Regions from separate parts of the Sus scrofa genome. Here region 1 is linked to region 2. A link is a contact called in public Hi-C data. All regions are on one chromosome and are shown on one strand. Each heading gives the region's core, a stretch centred on a gene start, on an enhancer-like site or on the middle of the called end of the contact. The rest is flanking DNA. Distances are from core to core; before and after follow the strand shown. Region 1 overlaps EFNA5 (ephrin-A5). Region 2 has its middle 460 kb from the start of EFNA5.

Region 1 (5,240 bases), core at 97-2,596, 450 kb after region 2:
CTAAAGCTACTGATTATCAGCCAGAACACACATGGCAACAAGATATTCCTTCAGTGAACCAATGGTTTAGTTAACACCACTACAATCAACGAACAGGGAGTAATGAACTACTGAAGGCTCTCTCTGATTCTTTTAATCATAAGGAGTTTATTGACCCTAGTCTTACACTGGAAACACCAAATGAGACTGTACAGCTAAGTGTGCTTCAAACAGCCAGTGATGTTCCAGGCCCCTAAGAAAAAGGCAGCTATTTCTGAGAGCTTATTATGAATATATAACACAATGCATAAAATCAATGGAACATAACATTTCAGTAACTTGTTTTGCCTTCAAATCTCTATAGAAAACTGGCCAAAAATAAAAACCACACTTTTCTTCTACAAATTTCTAGATGCAAAAAAGCGTAAAAGGAAGAGGATTCATTTCATGTCTCTTACAAGTAAGGGCAAAAACATAGGCTATCAATGCCCATCATACTGCTTTATTTTTATCCAGATGTTTACACAAACTCTGATATAAATATCGAAATAAAAGAATCATCCCATTATATCTAATAACATTGATCTATTACACTGAGGTTGAGAGTTAATAAAGTTGAAAGAGTCTAAGTAATTGCTTTTATTAAAGAATTTTTATGTTTCTAATATAGGAAATATTATTTAAAACACTTAAATCTTTAAAAATAAAGTTAATCCTTGACAAGGTCGGTGATGAAACTCATTCAAAACCAAGATCAACTCTCCAACTTTCTTCAAAACAAGTTCTTAGATTTGAACTAAATTGATTTTATTTGTTTGTCAGTGGGAAAGGCACAGTACTGGTATACTGGGGTAAGTACAATAAAACACTGGTGGCTCAGATTTTGCAAAATCAAACAAGTGAATTTTGAAAGAGGAAAAATACGTAGGGGCTATAATTAGGAAAAACTGCTTCTCTCTACATATTCACATACGTAAGATCTATATACTGCCTGGAAGATTTGGGAATGTTGACCTAAAATTCACATCACTTTCACAACTACGAGATTACATGATAGAAAAACTAAACAGTGTCAATTACCTGCTGCCCTAACATGAAATGTTTAATTTACAAGTCCAGAGAAAACTTATGATTAGGTTGAAATTCAGAAAATCCCAGATGAATTACAGACTTTTTTTTCCATAAGAGAATAACATGTTAAATTGGTAATACTCAAACCGTACTGAGGAGAATCAGCATCTTAAAGTATGCTGGTTATATCTGCCGCTGTATTATTTTACTATTCCATTCATTAATGCCAAACCAGTAGGAGACATGTTTAATTATCCTAGCATCATTTTGATAACTGGTCAAATGAATCCAATAACTTTACAATATATATAGCATTTGAAAGAATATTCTCTTTGGAAGGACCAAAGTGTTTATAACATGCTTCAGATTAAAAGGCTTATTACTGATACTGAGTCATCTCTAGCTTTATAAACGTAACTACTAAGGGAGAACATAAAGAAAGTTTTTATTATTGAAAGTCTTTTTAAAAGTCACTTAAAAGCTCTTTACATTATTAAAGAAATTAGGGACAAATAGTAAGAGTCTCCTTGATTTGGATTTTCATTATTCAAACTTACTTAGTAATAGGCCAGTTCAGAATTGAGCATAACATTAAAAAGACCTTTCTGCTACACTCACTAGTTAGGTGAAACTGATACAACTTTTCAAATGTTTAAACAGGAAAGATGCATTTATGAAAATGTTACATATTTCCATTCAGACTGATAGGTTTCAGTTGCTGTTTTAGAGATCTGGAGCAAGTCAACATATAAAATTAGTGTGGCCCACCTCCGAATAATAAATATTGACAATTAATAAGTTACCATCATTTGAAAACTGAACATCTAATTTCCAGAAGTGAATACCTGGGAAGACAGATTCTAACAGCAAAACTATCAAATGGCAAATAAGTTTTATATTTTTTCTTCTGTGGACTTAGATCTTTGGATGCTTATGATACTGCAGAAGTCGGTAATGAAACCCAATGCAGCTGATAAACTCCTGTGACTACACAAGTTACAAAATGAGATATCGAAACTCTGGGATCAAGGTGTAATACCCACTTTTAATTTTATCTAAACATAATTTCAAATCAAAGTACTGGTGAGTATTTATACTTATTGGTATAAGCTAAAGTGTATTTACTTAATTTTGCCACAGCATCCATTTATTATCAGCTTAATGTGCCCAGTGAACTTTCCTTCTAAGAGAAAAATGTTTTAAGTCTATTTAAGTTGCAATTAAAGTTCTCTATTTTTTTCCAGAAGACTGAAGTCCTCTGGTAATATTACTTTAGCAAGATCTTAAAAGACAGGATTTGTGTAAAACCAAAAGGCATAGCTACCTTATGCTATAAAATGATAAGAGATATGAAGGAATATAAAACATTAAATTTTAAAATTTAGTAGACCCCTACAAATTGTCTAAAACAGTTCTTCATTACCTTTTTGATAATCTGTGTTTCTTTCTAAGTCACTTATTTTGCATTTGGCTCCTTTTAAATTACATCCAAGCTGACTTTTCTTAATTCATCCAAAAAAAGGCACCATCTCATTCAACATTTCTAAAATAAATCTGCCTACCAATTCCTACTTTTAAAATTATAATTTTTTAAAGTAAGTTTTTCTGCATTAACCTATGAAGATAAACACATCCGCAAACCCCTAAGAATAAGTTAGAGCTGAATCTAACTTATTCATCATTCTTTCACCATTATCAAATTGATAATGGCCAAATAGAGAGGTATTTCCACAAACTTCAAATTAGAATCCTGACTTACGAATACTCATGGTATTTTAAAATTCTACAGATTAACTTTGGGCAGGTTGAAAGCCACCATGGCATCCTGAGCAGAAGAGTTTTCTGCAGGCAGGGCAAATCTATTAAAAAACATGACCTGTAACAAAAATCAATGTGCTAATCTCAAACCAAACAACAGTATCAAAAAGCATAAAACAGAGATAACCTAAGATAAAATGTCCTCGAACTAACTCAGACTAGCTTGACAGGTTAAGAAGGAGGGGAAGAGTGGGGATGTTGCTGACTCTGTTTTATCCCAGGATGCCTGAAATACCCATATATCCAAATAAATTAACACCATGAGAAAAGATTCCACTGTGAAGTTTGGAGTGGGAAAGAAAAGACAAGCCAGAGCCAAATGTCCCAAATTCAACTAACTAATTTCACTGTCGTTTTATTTAAAAGGCCTAAAGTTTAGAAATATAAAAATATAAATTCCTCTCTTTCGTATAGGCTGCCTAATAAAGCCCAAAGGGGAATAAAACCAACATAATGAGACTTGCTTTTAACGCCATCACAACTAGAAAGCTTGCTCTATTTGTCTTGTCAGCTTTAATAAAAGGCATCTCCTCTGGCAGGATGGCTTCTCTTTCTCTTTTCCTAATAGTGGCAAGTGGCATGTCAAAGAAGAAATAGTCTCCCATCCCACCACCCACCTCCAGGAGCCTTTTTTTCCCAAATTTGGAGGGATGTCTCCACTTGGGCCAGGCGGTTTTATCAGGACTTGGGCTACCTGAGTGTAATTATCTTTCCTGGGGAGCAGGGTGGGGAGACTCTTTCCCCCTGCTTGGCAACTCGTGGACCGCTGGTGAGGAAATCTGCCCATCTTCATCAGAGAGGACATTACTTCTAGCAAGGGGATCCCTCCCATGCCTGCATAACAAAGGAAGGCGGGAGGCCGGCGGAGAGCCACCGGGAGGTAGGAAAAACTGGAGGCGTCCGCAGCCCCCCTCTCCTCAGGCGCGCAGGGCGCGCAGCAACTACAAACTCTCCCCTTGGCCTCCCGCCTTTCTCCTCCCAACTTCCACTTCAGCCCCGGGAAAAACCTGGGATTTTAGGAATAATCGATGTTATTTCCTTCCTCCTCGGCGGGCACTGAGACCAACCCACAGCTGGAAGCTGGCCTCGGTCCCAGAGAAGCAGAGCAATGTGGGCCCAGCGGGGCCGACCGCTGCCGGGAGAAAGTAGGTCTCGGACCTGCTCTGGATCAGAAGGGGTCCGCCCGGCACTCTGGACAACCCCCACCCCTACCCACTTCCACAGTCCGTGAACAAGGAACGTGTGCAGGTGGCCTGGGACCAGCTGGAGACCTGGGCCGGCCCCCGGCACCCATCCTCTAGCCTCCCGAGCACTCCGCAGGCTTCAGGAACACCCGCAAAACGGTTCCAGGTAACCGCTCGTGTTCCTCCTGCTGCACACTGTCAGGCATCAGACGAAGGGCTCCCACCTCCTGGTTCGGCCAACTCCAGCAGCTAGCTCCGCACGCATGACGTAACCCGGCATTAGATCAAACTTTCTGGCACCTTGAGCCCACCGGGGGGTGGAGGAGGTGGGAGAATCCTCTCTACTGCCAAGAGCGCTGGGCCCAGACAGACCTAGTTGCCGGATGAATTCCTCGCAGTTAAAGAGGAAAATAAAAAATCTAAAGCTTCCGCTTCCCAGCCCCCCTCACTTCCCCCAGTCAGTGCGCTTTCTGAGCGCACCGGGAAAGGGGAAGGAAAAAATACAAAAAAAAAAAAAAAAAAAAAAACTTTAGGTATATTTGGCGGGTTCTCCCCGCAGCCTTTGAGCACCCATACTCCAAGCGAGAGCTCCTGGCGACGTGCACCCGGGGTTCCCTGTGCCCAAGACCTGCTCCTGGATCGAGATACTGGCCAGCCTGCCCGGGTGGGAAGCGAAGTCTCTACTCCCGAGCTCCCGCCTTTTGAGTCCCCCCACGCTCTGCATAGGCAGCGGCTCTGGGCACCTCCACTCACGCCCAGGGGGGCTCTGGTTCTCCGCCGCGCCTCAACAAAGAGGGGTGCGATGGATGCGCTTCGCGCGGCCGCCTGGAAAGCCATCCGCGCCCAGGCGACGCAGGCTCTGAGAGTGCGCGCCGCTGTCGGCCGATGCGCGCTGGTCCCCGGCGCCGCTGCTCCTTCCGCAGGGCCCCGAGGCCCGGGTAGCCCCGGCTCTCTGCCCCCCCGTTGCCTTACCTGGGGTTGCTGCTGTTCCAGTAGACGGCGTAGCGGTCGGCGACCACCTTGGAGCCCGGGTCCTGGCTGAACACACACATCCAGAGCACGAGAAACATCAGCGTCAACATCTCCACGTGCAACATCACGCCTGGCCAGCGGCGGAGCCCCCGACGCGCCACTCCGGGGAGAGAGCAGGGATCCAGAGGGAGGGAGGAAGTGAGGAAAGGGGAGAGA
Region 2 (5,414 bases), core at 411-2,910:
GGCTGGTTCTGTTCTCTCTAAGAATGTGTTCTTCCCACTTCTAGCATCTGCATACTTGGCCCAAAGATGAGCACTGCTAGGACTACATGAGCTGTAGTGGTCCTGGCTCCAGTCCATGTTCTGGATTGCTCCTGATCCACTTCCTTGGTAAGCATCAACAGTGGCCACAGTTGCTCTATTCAAATGCTGTTCCAGCTCCAAGCTAGCTCCATCCCTCACAAGTGCACACTCCATTTGGCAACTGCTGCACTTCCTCTAGTATGGAGCAGTGCCATGGAGCAAGCAGGGCCAGAGCCGAATCTGGGACAGTTACAAAAAAACTGGCCAGAGTCCCAAGTAGTTTCAGTCTGTTTCCTCCACCTTGTTTCAGGAATAAACGTGTGTGTGTGTGTGTGTGTGTATGTGTGTGTGTGTGTTCTTCACATGTAGAGTCTAGGTTTCTCACAGCCCTCCTGTTAGACTCACTGGTTTTCAAACCCACTAAGGGGACCCGTGTTTCCAATGTTAATCCCCTGGGCTAGGGCACCCAATATGTAGCTCAAATCACTCTCCAGGTAGGACTTCCAAGCCCATGTAGTCTCCCTCTTCTGTGTCCCCTCCCAGGTGCATAAGGCCTGGCCTGATTGCTTTTCTACCCAATTCCATGTGGCTCTTTCTTACAGCCTGGGTAGTACAAGAGTCTTTCTGCCAGCCTCCAGTTTGTTTTCATGAAATTTTTTCTGCACGTGGATGTATTCTTGATGTGTTCATCAGAGGACATGAACCCCCAGTACTCCTGCTCCACCTTCTTGGTCTTTATCCTCAAATGAGAAGATGTTATCACTAACATTTATTGATCCCACATACATGTCAGGATAGTTTCAAAACATAAAAAGAAGAAAGCTTGTTTATTTTAATATCTTGCTTAATTGCAACTTTGAAATATAACTTAGTGCTAGTAATTTTCCAAATGAGGGATACTCTTGGCATGTTTTGCTTTGTGCATCAACTCGCTACTCTGTTATTTTTTTTAATTAGGTGACTAAGCAGAGGCATTTTGAGTATGTATCATATAGCAATTTTACATTTCATACAGTAATGCAAAATCTATTTTATTAAGCCCCTTTACTTCGCTTAAGAGGAAAAACCTAGGTAGGTCTCCATTACACAGGTAGAGTGAAATGCACCCTATAGTTCTGTCAGATTATAGAGAGCTAGCCATGTGCTTCCAGGAGTAGGAATGGTTTGCTGAAGCATACAAGCCCAGCAAAGGAAAACAAAGACATGGCAATCATAATAATAGTGACAACTTTAATAGTAGAAATGCTTCAAAAATGAGTGTTTTGCAGCAGGCAAACTCTCCATAACCTGCAGCTTGTACATAATGTCTGACGTAGTCTGGCTCCAAACATCCCCAGTTAGAAACAACAAATGCTAAGTGCCAAGTGAGACCAACAAGATTCCTAAGCAATGATGAATATGAAGAAAGGATAGAGCAGGGCACCCATGCCATGGCCAACCTGCTCTTCCCAGTTCCCCAAGGTGATGAAATGTGTGACTGTCACAAGACTCAGTAATACTGTTATAATTGGGATGTACAGGGAATAGATGCCAGCTGCAGAAACAGTATGTGCTTTGACAAGGAGTGTGTTGCAAGCTGCTGCCAGCCTGTGCCTGCTGCCAACTCCACTCAGCTACAAATAGAAATGACGATGCACAGTGGGCCATAGCTCTTGTAGTAGCCTTTATCAACTGCTGCTTCAAGACCAAGCAGGGTGCAGAATTCCAGAGTGGTCATGACAGTCTGCAGGTTACTTACACATCACAGAATGGTACTTCTCAAAGTATGTCCACGGTTCTCCTACATTAGTATCAAAAGAAAAGCTTGTTTAAAAATGCAGCTTCAGGAGTCCCCATCATGGCTCAGTGGTTAACAAATCCAACTAGTATCCATAAGGACGCAGGTTCAATCCCTGGCCTTGCTCAGTGGGTTAGGGATCCAGCATTGCTGTGGGCTGTGGTTTGGTCATAGATGTGGCTTGGATCCCATGTTGCTGTGGCTACGGTATAGGGAGGCAGCTACAGCTCCCATTTGACCTCTAGCCTGGGAACCTCCATATGTCACACGTACAGCCCTAAAAAAATATTTTAAAAAAGTGCAGCTTCATTCCCCTCCCCAGACCTATTGAATCAGAATCTCTGAGGGCAAGGCCCAGGAAACTGCATTTTTAAAGATACCTGGTGTTTCTTATGAACTCTTTGATTTGAGAGCCAAGGTCAAGTGAGCCCAAAAAAAAAAAACCAAAAGCACAAATTACAAAGCCATGTAAGGCAGGGGAAAATATCATCTTGCATTCTTATTATGCTTTACAATTTACCAGGAGCTTTTTTTTTTTTTTTTTTTTTTTGCTTTTTAGGGCCACAACTGTGACATATGGAAGTTCCCAGGCTAGGGGTCTAATTGAAGGTGTAGCTGCTGGCCTACACCACAGCCATGGCAATGCAGGATTTGAGCCACGTCTGTGACCCACAGCACAGCTCATGGCAGCACCGGATCCTCAACCCACTGAGCGAGTCCAGGTGTTGATCCTGCATCCTCATGGATACTAGTCAGGTCTGTAACCCACTGAGCCACAACAGGAACTCCTACCAAGTGCTTTTATATGTAATCTTCATTCTCCACAAGTATATTTACAGAAAAGACAATACCTTGGAGATCTGAGTTGTCCAAGAATAAGAACATAGTTTAAAAATTCTTTTTAAGATTAAAGGTATTTTAGTAAAGTCTAGAACTCCTGCCAATCTACTGTTCTCATTCATGGTAATGATAATTATAATGACATGAATAACAATAAAAAGAAAAAAATGATAGCAGCCCTTCCTATGTGCCAGACAATTGTGTCAAGATTCTATGTTCATTATCACATTTAATCTCTATAACGACACATGAGATATTATGCTTCTAGTTTTACAGTTGAGGAAATTAAGGCTTACCAAAATTAAATTAGGTTCCTTAAGATAATAGAGCAACTAAATTCTGGTGCCTAGATCCAAATGTTCTGCCTGACTTTACAGCACGTGCTCTGATCACTCGGCACTACAGCCTCTCTGGTATGACTCACTCAGTCTAGCTACAAAGTTGCTCCATTGTTTGAAGATTAAACCTGGCTTCACTTTCTCACAATAACCAGCATAGTGAGATTTAGTCTAATGAAGTGAATGAATTTCTCAGTGACTCCCTTAACACTCTATCTTACGTTGATTCATTAGCAAGGTATTAACTTCCCATTTGGTGCCATACCTTGTACTTGATGATGGAAATAGTGATGAGTAAAATAAAGTTTCTGCTTTCAGGGAATTTACATTGTTGTATAAAGTTAAGGGTTCTAATTCACACTACATCCTACTTCCCCTGACCAGAGTCCATGATCCAGCTATTTTTCCACTATTCTGGTGAATTTTAACAAATATGAATTCTTCATTGTTAGCAATTGTTTTTAATGGTCTCAGGTGCTACATTCCAAAAGACTACGATCATTGTGTCAGTCAGGACTTTCAGTGTCAGGACAGAAAGAGCAAAACAAATTGGCTTAGACAAAGACTTTTTTGACTCACAAAATGGAAAATTCTAGAGACTTTCTAGGTACAGCTGGATTCAGATAGTCAAGCATTGTTGTCAGAAATTTGTCTCTCATCGTCCCTAGCTTCTGCTATATTCTGTTAGTTATATTTTCTTGTAGGTTTTTCCAACACAGCAGCAAGATGGCCACCAGATGCTGCAGTTTCACTTCCTACTCTGTTTATAAAGACCAAAGAAAAAGGAAATTTCTCTTTTCCAGAAGTTTTGACAAGAAATTCAGACTTAAGTGTCATTATCTTGGTCTGGATCACCTAAAAATATAGCACTGTGTCCAGACCTGAATCACAGGCCTCTTGGAAATGAGTTTGACCCCACCCAAACTATCTTGATTGGAAGTTGGCAAGAGGTGCTTCCCCAAAGGCAAAGCAGGGTGCTGTTATCAGAAATAGATATTGGATGGGGGAAAGCAATAGCACTGTATTAAAACCATTTAAAAATAAATAAAAACTTTTAAATAGGAATTCCCTGGTGGCCTAGCAGTTAAGGATCTGGCATTGTCACTGCTGTGGCTCAAGTCTCTGCTGTAGTGCAGGTTGATTCCTGGCCCAGGAACTTGCACATGCCATCAGCATGGCCATAAATAAATAAATAACCATTTGGGACTTTAAAACAATACCCCAATTTACAGTAATAATTCTAGAACAAACATCAATACTAAGAACAAGAAAATAGGGAAAGAGACAGGGAAGGAAATGGAGGATGTAAGTATTTTATTTCCTTCAAATACCATCAAATATACTTATTTTATTTATGCAAATGATAGGTCCTTCTACATAGACAAATAAGTCTTCAGTGACCCTAATAAGGTATATCTCATTAGATGGGTTAAACTGACCTCAACAGAAAGTTCCCTAGGCCCCTTGATTAAGATTGTGATTGTAATGGAGAAAAAAGTTTAATTCAGTCAAATATTTAGGTACTTTGAACTCAACATCTAGTAGGTCCTTTCAAGCAAGTGTGCAATGGTATTTTTCTTTCTTGTTCTCTTTTGGTATGCACGACATTTTGGGGGGGCACGATTCAGAAGCCTACTGTCTCTTACTAGTGATGAGAGAAAAGTTGGGAAATAACTTTGAAAAATTATTTAATCTCTTTGTAAAATAGAGTTAGCAAAATAGAGCCATCTCCTAAAGTTGTTATGAGAATTAAATGATTTAATTCAAGGAAGACACTTAAGATAGTGGTTGCCTCATTATAGACATGTTACCTATTATAATTATTTAAAAAGAATCCTTGGTGGTACTTAGTTTGATAGTGAACCTGCTTAAGGCAACCATTAAGTTAGACCAATAATCAATTTTTTGCCTTGAATTATTATTATTTAAATACTTGTATTAATACCTCTTCTATACAGTAAGAACTTGATGTCAGTAAGAGTTGTAATCTCTGTATCTCCACCACAAAACCTACATTTGTTGAATGAATGATTTAATAAATGAATGGAAACAAATAGAGCCAAATCTTCTGTCCTCACCCTCTAAGACTGTCTTTCCTTTGAGTTCCTGTGCTTTCTGAAAATAAGTAACAATTAATATGAAAGCATTTTCCCTCACTGCACTAAACTGATTTCCAAAGGTTGTCACTAGAAAGGGCAAAGCCTTACCTCCCAAAGAATGAGTACTTAATTGGTGCAGTTTCTGGAACAAGGACAGACAGAGAAGGGAAAGATTTCAGATCAGTGAACATTCCTGGCTGCCCTGGAATCAGCCAGTATAATTTGTGTTTTCATATCAGCAGACTTACAGATCATACTCTTTCTCATTCTTCACAGTACATTGGAAGCAAGCCTAGAGGC

What was found. Hi-C and Micro-C count contacts between places; a contact is called where the count stands out from the background.
Region 1: a Hi-C map of fetal heart ventricle shows a contact between it and region 2, with 5 times the contacts expected there. The contact joins two enhancer-like sites. A contact is called at or near these places in 1 of 5 promoter capture datasets (liver), 2 of 47 Hi-C or Micro-C datasets (fetal heart ventricle and heart right ventricle) and 1 of 2 datasets of contacts at active chromatin or transcription factors (skeletal muscle).

The regions. Positions count from the first base shown.
Region 1 is chr2:112,810,480-112,815,719 of Sscrofa11.1, forward strand. EFNA5 (ephrin-A5) reads right to left here. Exons shown (of 4, transcript XM_021084603.1): 1 at 5,025-5,240. The coding sequence starts at 5,149. Among named protein-coding and RNA genes, the nearest start is that of EFNA5, 8.2 kb to the right of the region's middle. Within about 2 kb of position 1,347, at least 2 of the 83 cell types and tissues checked have an H3K27ac peak or open chromatin away from gene starts, as enhancers often do.
Region 2 is chr2:112,355,666-112,361,079 of Sscrofa11.1, forward strand. No RefSeq gene overlaps it. Among named protein-coding and RNA genes, the nearest start is that of EFNA5, 460 kb to the right of the region's middle. Within about 2 kb of position 1,661, at least 12 of the 83 cell types and tissues checked have an H3K27ac peak or open chromatin away from gene starts, as enhancers often do.